2 separate regions of the Mus musculus genome follow, and region 2 is linked to region 1. The links are chromatin contacts, called in public Hi-C maps. All regions are on one chromosome and are shown on one strand. Each heading gives the region's core, a stretch centred on a gene start, on an enhancer-like site or on the middle of the called end of the contact. The rest is flanking DNA. Distances are from core to core; before and after follow the strand shown.

The links. Hi-C and Micro-C count contacts between places; a contact is called where the count stands out from the background.
Region 2: a Hi-C map of B cells shows a contact between it and region 1, with 5 read pairs. The contact joins the promoter of Fuca1 here to the promoter of Arid1a in region 1.

Annotation. Positions count from the first base shown.
Region 1 is chr4:133,749,684-133,756,928 of GRCm38.p6, forward strand. It overlaps Arid1a (AT rich interactive domain 1A (SWI-like)), which reads right to left and starts at 4,302. Exons shown (of 20, transcript NM_001080819.2): 1 at 2,786-4,302. The coding sequence starts at 3,928.
Region 2 is chr4:135,916,066-135,923,310 of GRCm38.p6, forward strand. It overlaps Fuca1 (fucosidase, alpha-L- 1, tissue), which reads left to right and starts at 4,661. Exons shown (of 8, transcript NM_024243.4): 1 at 4,661-5,085; 2 at 6,902-7,036. The coding sequence starts at 4,739. It overlaps Cnr2 (cannabinoid receptor 2 (macrophage)), which reads left to right. Exons shown (of 2, transcript NM_009924.4): 2 at 502-4,154. The coding sequence starts at 548. The coding sequence ends at 1,591.

The sequences.
Region 1 (7,245 bases), core at 3,052-5,551:
GTTCAAAACCAGCCTCAAACTTCAAAAGGTGTGACAGGTGTATCATCAAGTACCAAAAGAATCGCAGAGCAAAGCCTAATTCCCTGTATGTCTAGAGACTACTACTATTAAGACATCTAGGCTGCTATACACACCCGAAGCTTACAAAACTAAAGCTGTACTATCTCTTCCAGAAGTTACTGCTCTCCAGCTCATTCCCTGCATCTCAGAACTGAAATGAAATTGAATAGAAATCTATTTGGTCAGTGCTGGAGGCTGGTGACAATAGAGAGAAACACACACACACACACACACACACACACACACACACACACCCCCGCCCCTGCCCAAGTCATCCGACAGCAGCCAGCACACTGAGGACTCTAAGCAAGCACTTCACCCATTCTCATGTCCCCTGGACAAAACATATGTGTATTTCCTAGACACATATGGAATGCACAACTATTTAATGACCAAACCTAGAAATTACTGTACCACAAAAGTTAAAAAATAAACAAAACATGACTCCTGCCTGTAATCCTAGCATTTAGGAGGCAGAGACGGCTATGGATACATTGTTGAGTCCCAGAATATCCAGAATATCCTCGGGTACATGAGACCCTGACTCAAAAGGAACACACACACTCCCGATTACTTCCTCTAATAAATAGTTCTCAAGAAACGTAAATTTCTTAATCAAAACAAAAGTGAGAAAAATACGCATAACAAGATGACTTGGCATGTGTGCACAGTCTTTAAGTCAGAACTCATCCCCCAGACAGCAGGGGAAACCTGCCTATCTGCCCATTCTCACAGGTGAAGAACATGAGGGAAGGCTGGAGCACCACAGCAGAGCTGCTTTACAGGACTATTCTCAAAGTTCCCAGCTCAACACAAGAGCACAAAAGTCGGTGGGGGACAGGGAGGGGACACAGGAACCACAGTTCCTCATGAACAAGATCCAGCAACAGCACAACTGCTAGGGATGGGAACCTGGGGGTGGGGAGGGGCTGCTGCCCTCTTTGAAAAGATGACTCCAGAGGGGATCTGATAACCCAGAGAGAAGCAAGCAAAGAAAAGGAGACAAAATGTACAAAAAAGGCACGGAAAGGTGGCAAAGTCGTAGCCCTGACTGCCACTGTTCATCATCTTTACACCATAGAAGGGGGGGGGGGGGAGTCACACAACTTAAGATACAAAGAAAAATATTGGCAAGTCTCTATTTTAAAGCTCTCAAGTAACTGATGACAAAACAGAGATATTCCAGAAACAATTCAGAAAAATCCTAAACCAAGCCTTCAGGAGGAAAAACTCTCTCCCTGGACCAAGAAGGCCATCTGCATCCCCTCCTTCAACTGAGCTGTTCCCCCCCAAAGTTCAATTAACAAAAGGAAGTGTTAACAAGATTCAACGTGTAAACAAAGAGACAAGCCTTGCAGAACTCTTGAACCTAATATCAAATTATCAGGCCGCTCCCAGCTCTCAGCAAAATATTAACAAAAATCGTCTTCCCCTACAGATCCTACATTTGCTTTTCATAAAAAAATAGCCAGTAAAATAATTTCAGTTCTGTAACTCAACAGTATAAGTGAACAGTGTCAAAAACTACTCAAGACAAATGTATCTTCAGCGCCATCAAAGAACTCATTTATACCATCAGGAAAGTAACAAAAACGAAAACAAACAGCAAACCCATTGTAGAGAAAAACTCAGCTACTGTTCCAACAACACAGAATCTATTTCAGACTGCATAAAACATAACAAGCAAAATAAATCCAAGGTGCAAGCAAAATGCCATCGCCTCCTCTTTTGTTTCAGGCACAATGTAACAAGGGCAGCCTGTCTGGGACTCTGCTCCTGCTGATACAGTATTGCTGCTTAAACCTCCCTCCTCAAGGTCACAGCCAATTTCAGCTCTGGAATAAAAGGCGGATAGTGGCAGCGAAGGTTTGGGTTATCACTGGCAGAAAAGCAGAGTGTAAAAGTTTATGAGCTCATCAGGATTGTTGTACCATTACATCAGAGGCAATTATAAATGGCCAAGAGCAGAAGATGGGGAGCCAATCAGATCACAGATAGGATGTCAACCTAAGACCAACTGTCTCCTGGCTTTGACAGAAGGATTTTACCTCCATAATTCAAATCCCAAACCAAAGCAATCTGCACTTACTACTCCAATCACTCTGTGTTTACCAGCACTTCAGAGAGAAGCCCAGGCCACTGGGCCGCCGGAGACTGAGGCAAGAGGTGGCCCCGGCGGCCCAGAGCGAACCACAGTCGGCCTCGAGCTGCCCCCAAGCAGGCCCCAGCTCTCCCCCGAGGTCCCCCGAGCCCTAGGGGCCACTCTTTAAAAGCGTATATTGGGGAACGGCCTAGAGGAAGGCAAGGGGGATCAGAGGAGCGGCAGGTGAGCAAGAAAACGTTGCTTCTTTCTCCCGGATTCATGACACTGCCTACACCCCTAACCTGAACCCCCAGCACCCCCCCCCGCGACCGGGCCTGGCCCTTCCAGGCACACTTTGCTCTGCACCCCCCTGGAGACCCCCAGAGTTCGAAAGGACCAGCGGAGGAGGAGAAACCGGACAGACACCCCTGGAAAAGCCCCACACAAAGGCTGATCGAGGGAAGGAGAGGAAGGCAGACAGGCAGCCATTTTAAGAGAGAAGAGCCAGACAATGGCAGCTCCCCGGCAGTGGGGGCCCAAGCCCGAGGGGAGCCCACGGCCGGGGCCTGCTTCCCCGCAGCCGCCACCCAGCCCACCCCCCGGCCCCGCTGGCCCCAGCCCCCTCCCCGCTCGGCTGTGTACCTGAGGGGTCCGGGCGAGCGGCTGCCCCCCGCCGCCGCTGCTCCCGGGGCTCATGGGCGCGTGGTGGCTCCTTTGTTGGGCCCCTCCCGAGACGGCCGCTGCCGCCGCCGCCGCCGCCGCCGCAGCCCCCCAGCACTGCGAGGCCATGTCCGCCGGGCCTTTGCCCGCGCCCCCGTCCTGGGGCCCGCCGCCGTAGTCGCCCCCGGGGTAGCCCTGGTAGCCACGGGCCGAGCTGGGCGACGTGAGCAGTTGGTTGAGGGTGGGGGTGGCGGTGGGCTGGGGAGTTCCCCCGCCGGCCGCTGAGGGGCCGCCTCCCCCCATGGCCCCGAAGCGCTGCTGTGCGAAGGACGAAGACGACGAGGAGGCAGAGGCGCTGGAGGAGGGAGGCGGCTTGGAGCCGGCGGCCGCCGCCGCGCCGGAGCCCGGAGTGCCACCTCTCGGGGAGCTCAGCGCGTAGGCCTGGGGAGGCGGGGGGTAGGCGCTGCGGTTGGGGTAGTAGGAGTTGTACTGGTGGTTGGGGAAGCCGTGGTCGTGCGAGTTCTGCTGGGGCCCGGCGTAGGGCTCCAAGCCCCCGCCGCCGCCGCTCTGCAGCGCTGCCAGGCCAGGGCTTTGTTGTCCGCCATGTTGTTGGTGGAAGACGGCGGCCGCCGCGGCGGCGACGGCAGACGGGCTCCGGCCGTAGGCTTGCCCGAAGCCGTAGGCTGGGGGCGGCAGGGCGGCCGCGGCCGAGTGAGGAGGCGCCCCCACCCCGTCGCTGCTGCTGCTGCCGCCGCCGCCGCCGCCGCCGGGCGGCTCCGGGAGGTTATTGTTCAGGGCGGGCCTAGGGCCCGCGTTCCCGTTCGAGTTCTTCAGGTCCGGCTCCGCGCCGGGCCCGCCGCCGCTGCCGGCTCCGCCGCCGCCGCCACCCCCATTGCTCTCGGCCCCGTCCTGCAGCTCCTTTCCCAGCGGCTGCGGCGGCCCCACGGCGGGGCCCTCGCTCTCCTGCCCGGCGGCTGCCTTCATTTCCCCGCGCTCGGCCGCTGCCGCCGCCGCCTCGCCCCCCGCCTCCTCCCGCTGTTGCTGCTCGGCTTTCTTCAGCTCCGAGGGCGGCGGCGGCGGGTTGCCCAGGCTGCTGGCGGCGGCGGGGGCGACCTGCGCGGCCATGATCCCCGCTGTCTCGTCCGCGGAGAGACCCGGCCCTGTCTTCGTCTTCTCCCCCCTCCCACCCCGCCCCGGGGCCGAGTCCCCCGGGCTGCCCTCCCCACCCGCCCGGGCGGGCCTCGCGGGGCTCCGCTGCTGCGCTGCGCTCGCTCCTCTCCCCCCCGCCCCGCCGGCTCAGGCTCCGGGCTGGCGGCGGAGGAGGAGGAGGAGGCGGCGGCGGCAGCCGAGGCGCCGGCGGCTCAGCTGCTCCGGGCTCTGGCGGCTCGGGACCCGGCTCTCCCGGCTCATTCCCCCCAAGCCCTTGCCTGGGAATGAGGGGGGCGGTGGAGGCTCCGCTCCCCAGGGCCTGGCCCCGCTGTGACTCTCCGCTTTCTGCTGCCGGAGAAAGGAGGAGGGAGGGAGGGAGGGAGGCGAGGGGGAGGGGGCGGGAAAGGAGGGAGGGAGCGGGGGGGGAGGGGGGACCCGGGACGGGCGGGCGGGCGGGCGGGCTGGAGGGCGCGCGGCGGCGGACGGGGCGCCGGGAGGCAGAGTAGGAGCGCTGCTCTGGCGGGCGCCCTGCCTCGCCTCCCCGGCCGCGGCTCGGGCCGAGGCTGCTGCTTGGCGGCGGGCGGGCGGGCGAGAGAGCGAACGAGAGAGCGGGCGGGCGGGCGGCGGGACTGAGCAGCTAGAGCGCCCCACTCTCCTCCGAGTCCCCCTCACTCCGACACGAGGCTCAGCACTGCCATTTTACCCAGCGCCGTCGCGGCCGCCTGAAAAACCAGGACTGGAGCGCGGAGCGGGCGCAGGCCGTGGAATGGACTCGCTCCCTTCCCCTCACAAAGGAGGAGGGGAGAGAAGGAGCCGCGGCGGCGGCGGCAAGCCCTCAGCCTCTTTCGCTCGGCTGCGCCGCCGCCGAAGGCTTCGGGGAAAACCCGGCCCGGAGCCCGCGCCTCCGGAGCCTGCGCCGCCTCGCTCGCCGCGTTCCCAGCCTGGCCTGTCCCCTCCCGGCCGCTCCAAAGGGAGCGGGCCGCGTGAACTTTACCCGCGCCTGCAAAATTGGCCTGAGCCCGAAACCGCGGCCGCCGCGGCCGGGACCTGACCCCCTGGCACCGGGCCTGGGCTCTTGGCTGCGACTTAGCACCTCCGCAGCACTTTTCTTCTTCAAAGCCTTTTGCAGACCTGCTCTAGAGACCCAGCTGAGCGAGCCCTGCTTTTCCCCCCCTTTGGCTAGCCCCAAAGGAGGACTGACCATTGTTCAAACTATCGGTTCTCCCGTGCCCTGCCCTCATTAGCCCTCTCTGACAAGGCCCTGGGGGCATGAGGTCTGGATTATCTCCCCCCCCCCCATTTTACCAACAGACTGAAGGGAGGGGACTGCCCAGGTCACTTAAAGTCAGAGGGCAGAAGTGTGTGGCTATAAAAAGTGGAGTGAGTGGCCGAAGCCGCATCTTGTCTACTTAGCCAGAGAAAAGGAGGAAAAGAGAAAAGAAAGGCACTTACGTTGTGAACAAATCCAACCACCGGATCAGATCAGTGTCAGGAGGTTTGAAAATCAAACGTGGTCATCCCACCACTTCTCTTAAAATGGTGGCTACTGATGCGTTGGGGGCTTAAGACAGTCCTCCAGGCAAACCAAGCTCCATTAGCACTTCCTAAGGGAACCTAGCTCACAATGGCCAGTAGCCCAATCTTCAAAGGCAAGTACCTTGGAAGACTGTAAACAGCCCACAGAAGAGGCTCCAGGGACTGAAAGAACCTCTGTTCAAAAACCACTGCAGAAGAGGGATGCAGAAAATGGAAACCATTTTCTCTATAAAGAGAGAAAAAGAGCCTAACAGGTCACACAGAAAACGGATGCCCCTCAGATCTGCTGTCTATCCTAAGGTGTAAGACTCCTTGAAGTTTACCAGAGACCCTAAGGCCAGGTTTATCTGTGAAGATCAAGGCATTCGCGGAAAAGCTCAGAGTTGTCCAGACCTACAGGCCTCACCAGTTCCACAGCAGCCTTTTCTTCTCAGGCAGGCCTGGAATGCTCTGACAGGGCAAGCCAGGAGAAACCAGAGGGAATTCCAGCGTCTCACCAGGACCAAGACTGCCTTGGGAAAGCATCAATGACAAAGGCCTCTTTTCCTCCCAGATTTTATAAATGGAGACTTTGGACCACAGACCATTATTTTAGAACTTGTGGGCTCTGCAGGCCCCTGGAGTTCTGATCATGTCATGGGTCAACAGAAATAATTCTGAAAGGCTAAGTCATTTCTTCTACCCCCAAGAAAAATCAAGAACACCCCACATTACAAACCTTCCGTAGTAAACTGAGAATGGAGCCATGGCCAGAGCCCCTCTGCTCTCCCATCCCCCAACCAAGAACCAAACCAACCTGCCAAGGCGATGGAACTGGCTGGTATGGACCAGTTTTCATTCACGGCCCTCAGAAGCACAACTCTAGTGGTGCATTAGGTCCTAGAAACCAAATTATAGGCTGCCTCATAAATGGAGCTTTGCTATTTAATCAACTGCCTCGGAGCTGCCAAACAGTCCTGAGTCCCGCACACAAATGAGGAATTTTTTACATGCAATTACCCTGCCATTTTCCTCGGAACTGGGGTGTAATGGGAAACCTGGAGCCCAGTGAAAATCTGGAAGCGAGAATGGATTTGTCTTCAAGGAAAGTCCACATGGCCTTCTTCCATGGCCGTGCATATGGAAAGCGCCAAAATCCCTTTCCCTACACGTGGTCACGCTGTTTTGAAAACAGTCACCATTTTAATCTAGCAATGAGGCAAAGTGCATAAAAATATATCCACCTGGGTCAGGAGAGGTAGTGTTTTTCTTCTTCTCTACTTTTCTTTAAAAAAAAAAATCTCAAATCCTTAGAGTCCCTTCCTCTCTAAGATCTACAACATTAACCTAAGACTGCTGGGCTGAGGAACTTTCTTAGAAACTGGTCCATCCGCTTTCCCCAGGGGCACTGGGAAGGAGAAGGGGGAGGGGAGGAGCGGGCACGTGGCTGGCCCGAGCAGCGAGACCCCGACTCGGGGCCGTGGGTCCTCCCCTCGGTGGGTATTTTTCCCCCACAGCCCCTGCCTTTTCACCCCACACCCAGGCAGCTCAGGAATCCCGGCGCAGATTATAGGGTTAGGACAGCGCTCTCCTCTCGAAAGCGCCTCTGCCACCGGCAGCCTGATGGCAAATATGGACTGAATCGTTGACATGGAAACCGGACTAAAGTCTCGTTCGCTGGCTCTCACAGGAGAGTTCTTATCACCAAGCCGGGCAGGACGGCAATCGGCAAAAGTGGACTGGATCCGGGGCCGGGCGGACCGGGGGCCGCTTCTGGG
Region 2 (7,245 bases), core at 3,411-5,910, 2.2 Mb after region 1:
CCATCCATAATGAGATCTGACGCCCTCTTCTAGTGTGTCTAAAGACAGCTACAATGTACTTACATATATAATTATAAATAAATCTTTGGGCTGGAGCAAGTGGGGTAGAGTGAGCAGAGGCCCTGAGTTCAATTCCCAGCAACCACATAATGGCTTACAACCATCTGTACAGTTACAGTGTAATCATATAAATAAAATAAATAAGTCTTTAAAATTTTTTTTGTGTGTGCTGGTGTAGTGTTGGCACATGCCTTTAATCCCAGCACGTGGGAAGCAGAGGCAGGCGGATTTCTGAGTTTGAGGCCAGCCTGGTCTACAGAGTGAATTCCAGGACAGCCAGGGCTACAGAGAGAAACCTTGTCTTAAAAAACCAAAAAAAATTTTAAAAATTAAAAAATAAATGGATATTTTCGGCACCTGGGTAAATGCTTGATTGGTGTCAGCTCTCAGTTGACGTCATCACCTGTTAACATTCAAGGATTCTTTTCTCCTTGCCCACAGCCCAGTCTTCTGGGACAGCTCCAGTAGAAGAAGCCAAAGCCCATCCATGGAGGGATGCCGGGAGACAGAAGTGACCAACGGCTCCAACGGTGGCTTGGAGTTCAACCCCATGAAGGAGTACATGATCCTGAGCAGTGGCCAGCAGATCGCCGTGGCGGTGCTGTGCACCCTGATGGGGCTGCTGAGCGCCCTGGAGAACATGGCCGTGCTCTATATTATCCTGTCCTCCCGGCGGCTCCGCAGAAAGCCCTCGTACCTGTTCATCAGCAGCTTGGCTGGAGCTGACTTCCTGGCCAGCGTGATCTTCGCCTGCAACTTTGTCATCTTCCACGTCTTCCACGGGGTCGACTCCAACGCTATCTTCCTGCTGAAGATCGGCAGTGTGACCATGACCTTCACAGCCTCTGTGGGCAGCCTGCTGCTAACCGCTGTTGACCGCTACCTATGTCTGTGTTACCCGCCTACCTACAAAGCTCTAGTCACCCGTGGGAGGGCACTGGTGGCCCTCTGTGTCATGTGGGTCCTCTCAGCATTGATTTCTTACCTGCCGCTCATGGGGTGGACTTGTTGCCCTAGTCCCTGCTCTGAGCTTTTCCCACTGATCCCTAACGACTACCTACTGGGCTGGCTTCTATTCATTGCCATCCTCTTTTCCGGCATCATCTATACCTATGGGTATGTCCTCTGGAAAGCCCACCGGCATGTAGCCACCTTGGCTGAGCACCAGGACAGGCAGGTGCCTGGGATAGCTCGGATGCGGCTAGACGTGAGGTTGGCCAAGACTCTGGGCCTGGTGCTGGCTGTGCTGCTCATATGCTGGTTCCCTGCACTGGCTCTCATGGGCCACAGCCTGGTCACCACGCTGAGTGACCAGGTCAAGGAGGCCTTCGCCTTCTGTTCCATGCTGTGCCTTGTTAACTCTATGGTCAATCCTATCATTTACGCCCTGCGGAGTGGAGAGATTCGCTCTGCTGCCCAGCACTGCCTGATAGGCTGGAAGAAGTATCTACAGGGCCTCGGACCTGAGGGGAAAGAAGAAGGCCCAAGGTCCTCGGTTACAGAAACAGAGGCTGATGTGAAAACCACCTAGGAGCCAGGATCCAGAACTCCAGGCTGCTCCAACTGCTGACACCACCTGTCTTTCTACTGGAAACAGCCCGAGTCAGAAGTCCGTTCAGTTCACTCCCTCGAAGAGAGAGGGGTTCCAGACCCGGATTCTTTCTGAAGCCAGTTCTAGGGTAATGGAAACAGATCCCCCTTTTTGCTAAGGAATGCTGGTTGGCTGGAAGGTGGCCTGGTCATGCCTACCTTTTCCAGTCTGTGGAGAGGGGCCTGTAAGAATGGCAGGCTCTGTTCATATCAAATCAGGAAAGCCTTCTGACTCCAAAGACCTAGAGGCCAGAGGGGCCTCCAGAGATGATACTAAAGGATTCAGGAGATCTGTGAAGACAAGGGACCTGTTCTCCTGGAATCTAGAGTACCCCAGCCGTGGGGCCACTGCCCTCAACTTCATAGATGTCCATGTCTTCCATAGTGTGGATTCTAGACTGTCCTGCTGAAGATAGAGAGACCAGCTGCTTCTGGTTCCTGCTTCATCCTCTGTGGCTGTAGAGCTATGTGAGGCTCTACCTTCAGGTCACCCTTGCCTCTTGGGGGTCAAGAATTATGATGCCCTAAGGACCAAGGATGTTCGCTTACATCCTTCAGACAGCGTCAGGAGCTGTCAGCTCAGGGTATCCTGTTGTTGGGAAAGGGCCCTCCCGACATCCTGATAAGCCTTGAAAGCCATTATGACCTTAGGTCCTTAGGGGCGCAGAGGAAGCTGGGTTCACTGGAGGTACAAAGTCTTCAGAGAACTCTATTCCTTGTGACATTTTGCTGTGTCTCACACAGCACTATCCCAGTCTTGCCTAGCTTCAGTACAAAGCAAGATATTCACACAGATTCTTTGGGTCCTAGGCTGTTCCCAGTGATGCTTGACTCAGCCCCACTGGCCTCTTCCACACTCTGGTCCTGAAGGATAAGCAGAAGGAGTTGGGAGGGAAGACTTCCTGCTGCAAACCAGGCATCCTAGGTCCACAGCCCCACGCTGTGTCTCTGGGTGCCTGCCTTTGCCCTTCAGTAAAGGTTGCAGTCCCAACAGATGGAGGTTCAAGGCGCTGCTGGTGGTAGGAGGGGTAGGTGGCACTGGGGACCACAGACACAGTGAAAGGAAAACTCTTAAACATTTAATACTTTTGCTTTTAGAAGATCCGGCCCGCAGACAGGACTTCCCCATTGCCCAAAGGAACTAACAGGGTGGTGTCCAGTGCAAAGAAAAATCAGCCTCCCTAATAAAGCAAGGAGGTCCACTCGGCTCTACAGCCTCTCCTAAGCTTCTGCAAGGTGACAGTTTGTTTTCTCTGTGAAGGTCAACGGCGTCTCATTTTATTCTTCCCAAGACAAGTTCTGTGCATCAAAAGCTGCTGCAAATTCTAATCGCTGTTTGGGAGGATCAGGGGAAGAAGTCGATTCGCCCACGCTTAGTGATTTAGACTGTATTTCAACATCAACTTGGGGGAGGAAGAGACAGAAAAGACACGGTGTTTCCTTATTACTCCTCAAAGGAGGAAGTGCTTGGTTCTGTCAACATAAGCCGATCTCTCCAAGGTGCCTGACAGAGGAGGAGGGAATACAGTTTCCACAGCTGTGAATTCCTGCACCAGCTTTGGTCCACACTTATGTGGTCTTGATCAACCCCCGCCCTTTACCTTGCTTTGGTTTCCTTCTCGGTAAATTGGGAATGGTGGGGAAAACAATGCTCTCCAGGGCCATTAAAACCTCTCATTGCTCTAACATGCTGTGGTTATCTCTGCAACCATGGAGACCTTTGTGCCATATGGACCATGTGACTTCTGGCTCCCATACTTCCTGAAGTTATGGGCACACACCATATACCATTGGGCGTGTGCTGACTGTAGAGGAATTGGGTGACTGGCCATATGAGTTTTAGAGATTTTCCCAGGGCAAGAGGGTTCTCTTGGCTCTCAATTTTTCTGGTCCCTCATGCCTCAGTGGTCCCCTGTGTGTGGGTCAGGCATGCTTGTTTAGCGGTGCCAGACTGAAGCTCCGGCCTTCCGGTGTACCAAGCAAGTGTTGTACTCCTGAGTCAGGTTTTCTTCAGTTAGATGCTAACTAAGCTCTCTGAGAGACCCTCAAAGTTTTTGAGGTGTAGCTCAGTCAGTAGAGTGCTGCATCTGCAAGAGCAAATCTCTGGGTTCAAAGGTCAGTACTACCTAAAACCAGGAATGGCAGTGCCATCCCCTACCTGTAATCCCAGCACTCCTGAGGTACAAGCAGGAAGATCAGGAATGCAAAGTTACTGTAGCTGTAAGTTCGAAGCCAGCCTGAGCTAGTTGAGACCCCCTTACCTCAAAATAAATTTAAGTTACAATTCTAAATTAAATTAAAATGTCTAGGGCTGGAGAGATGGCTTAGTGGTTAAGAGCACAGACTGCTTTTCCAGAGGTCCTGAGTTCAATTCCCAGCAACCACATGGTGGCTCACAACCATCTGTAATGGAATCTGATGCCCTCTTCTGGTATGTTTGAAGAGAGCGATGGTGTACTCATATACATAAAATAAGTAAATAAATCTTTTTTTAAAAAAATGTTTAAGTTCCTCGGAGTTCTTGTTAAGTTCAACGGACAAAAGATAGACTAAAATAACCACGTCTGCCCTTAATCTTTCAGCAGCCATTTCTCTCCCTCCGCATAAAGCTCCTTCTAACCTTGTTATTTCTCAATCTCTTCGGCAACTCTCCAATCTGCTAAACTCCACCTGCTGGCTGGAGGTATAGCACAGAGAACCCGCGGCTCCTAAATAGTCACTAAATAAAACGACCTGGCTTCAGCCTTCCCCTGAAGATTGGTGCAACAACGTGGACTTCTCCCAGTTTTCCCCACACCTTGGGTCTTTCTCACTTGCGGGGAATCCGGCAATTAAATCCTTAGGCGAGTCTACGGAATTTAAATTCAATAGAGCAGAACCAGCAACGCCGCCTTAAGTCTTTCTCCCTTCCAATGCCAGAGGGCGCTCCAGAGCCGCAAGCCTGACCCCACCCCCTCTCCTTCCAAGCCAATCGTTACTCTGAGAGGCGGGGCTACTCGCCGGCGCTTGCGTGTTAAGAGGGGGGCGGTGCGGGCCCGGAAGCAAGGATGTAGGAGCTGAACTTGAGTGGTGGGCTGTGGACTCTGGGATGCTGCTGCTGCTGCTGCTGCTGCTAGTGGCTGCGGCCCAGGCAGTGGCCCTGGCTCCGCGCCGCTTCACTCCGGACTGGCAGAGCTTGGACTCGCGGCCACTGCCGAGCTGGTTCGATGAGGCCAAGTTCGGGGTGTTCGTGCACTGGGGGGTGTTCTCGGTGCCCGCCTGGGGCAGTGAATGGTTCTGGTGGCACTGGCAGGGCGATCGGATGCCGGCCTACCAGCGCTTCATGACAGAAAACTACCCGCCCGGCTTCAGCTACGCCGACTTCGCACCGCAGTTCACAGCGCGCTTCTTCCACCCGGATCAGTGGGCCGAACTCTTTCAGGCTGCCGGGGCCAAGTGAGTGCGGGACGGGCGCGAGGCGGGAGCAGGCAGGCCATAGCCGGCGCTGCCTGACCTCGGAAGGTCCAGGACCCTACGTTCTGCATCTCGGAGGAAGGACGCTAAAGACGAGAATCCAGCTGAGGATCAGTTAAAAAAATAAATAAATAAAATAAAATAAAATAAAATTAAGGCGGGAAAGCACTGGGTGGTACACCTGTGCGGAGAGAGACTAGAATCAGGCTACATCGGTGTCTCGTTTGAAAGGTCCAGAACACAGCCCAGATTCCCGTCGGTGGCCCTGAGTTGTAGATCTGACCAGTCCCCTTAGGCTACGGGTAGCGTCCGTCCGTGGAAGCTTATAAAAAAGCGCCGCCTGACTTCCTTGTAGCCCTGTGCCTCTAAAGGAAGAAGGAAGGATGGAAGTTTGGGGTTGCTCTTTGTTGGGGTCTCCCTCACTTCTCACTTGCTTATAGTAGAACTCAGAGGAGGAAGGGGGTTGTTTGGGCAAAGCCCTGCAGAGGAAGTGCGTTTTGAGAGCCCTCTAAGCCAGAGAAAATATTGGCTGACTTTGGACGCGGGATTTGGCCACTGTGAGGGCAGCCTCCCGCTCCTGGCTTAGTGTAGTCCTCCGCTCTCTTCATTGATTTTCTGCCAAACTCCGACTTTTTATTCCCTCGGGACGTTAGGTTTTCTCCCCCGAAGGGAAAGGCTGTGTATAGCTGGCACTTAGTATTTTCGCCAAGTAAAAGGCCTGAGGGAACAGAAATCTGTCATCTTGCCATCTTGAGAGCCGTAATTTACAAAGTTGAACTCCAGCCTTTTTCCAGACTTCCTGTTTAATGGACGAGGTAACTAGCCCAGAGAGAGGAAGGAGAGGAAGGAGCCTGGTGTCCTAGACTGCAGGTCTATGATCTGGAAGTGAAAGCTCCAGAAAGCTCATGGGACAGGTGTGCCCAGGCTCTGCAAGCCATACCCAGAGGGCGTGGTTATTTGCTTGTTGAGTGGGAAGGGATTTTATATTTCAGAAGGACTTTTTGAAAGGGGAAAGAGATGTATTGCAGGAAGGACTGATGAAGTTCAGGGGCCCCTACACCAGCTAGTGGTAAAATCTCATGTAACATGCTATCTTTTCCTATAAAAGTAAGTGATATATTGAATGGACTGATTATCTCAACACATTTTTTTTTTCAGTCCTAGATATTTGAGCCTTTGTCACCTTAAATGACAGGCAGTTTCACAATCTTGGTTAAGAAAACAAGCAGATGGGGGCTGGAGAAATGGCTCAGCGGTTAAGAGCACTGACTGTTCTTCCAAAGGTCCTGAGTTCAATTCCCAGCAACCACATGGTGGCTCACAACAACCATCTGTAATGGGATTTGATGCCCTCTTTCTGGTGTGTCTGAAGACAGCTATGATGTACTCATACATATAAGTAATATAAATAAACAAATATTAAAAAAAAAAGAAAACGAGCAGGTGCTTGTGTCTGCTTTTTGCTCTTGCCAATAGATTGGGGCACAGGGTTGACACAGGTTCATCACTTATTTCCAGAAGGGTTGAACCTGAGAGCTAAGTAGCACAGCATTTCTTCTGCCAGCCTCCCCTCTGCCTCTGAACCTCCAGTGCCTCCATCCATTCTTGAGTCATACCTGCACAGGGATAATTATCACTATAGAAACATCATCACGGTTGTCATGGTGACTCATCCCAAGGGCCTATCCTTTTCATCAAGACCTGCCCGACTTGTTAAAATTCTCAGACATGCCTGGCAAGGCCATGGTTGTGGACATCGCCCAACTCCTTTGTTCTCGTTTGGTTTTGATGCCTGCAGGTACGTCGTCCTGACCACAAAGCATCATGAAGGCTTCACAAACTGGCCAAGCCCTGTGTCTTGGAACTGGAACTCGAAGGACGTGGGGCCCCACCGTGATTTGGTCGGTGAGTTGGGAGCAGCTGTGCGGAAGAGGTGGGTGTCTGTGGACAGCCAGCGACTCCACCAACCTCCCTATCTAGCCCTCCAGAGAGCCAGTCTGGGTCCCCTTGTTTGTCTGCTAGGGTCATTTAGCCAGAGAGCAGATGGACTCCCAGACTTTGAATTTGAGACTTGGTGGTTTTCACAGGACCAAAGGTGATCCAAAGAAAGTTCACAGTGGGTGGAGGACACCTGTCATAGAC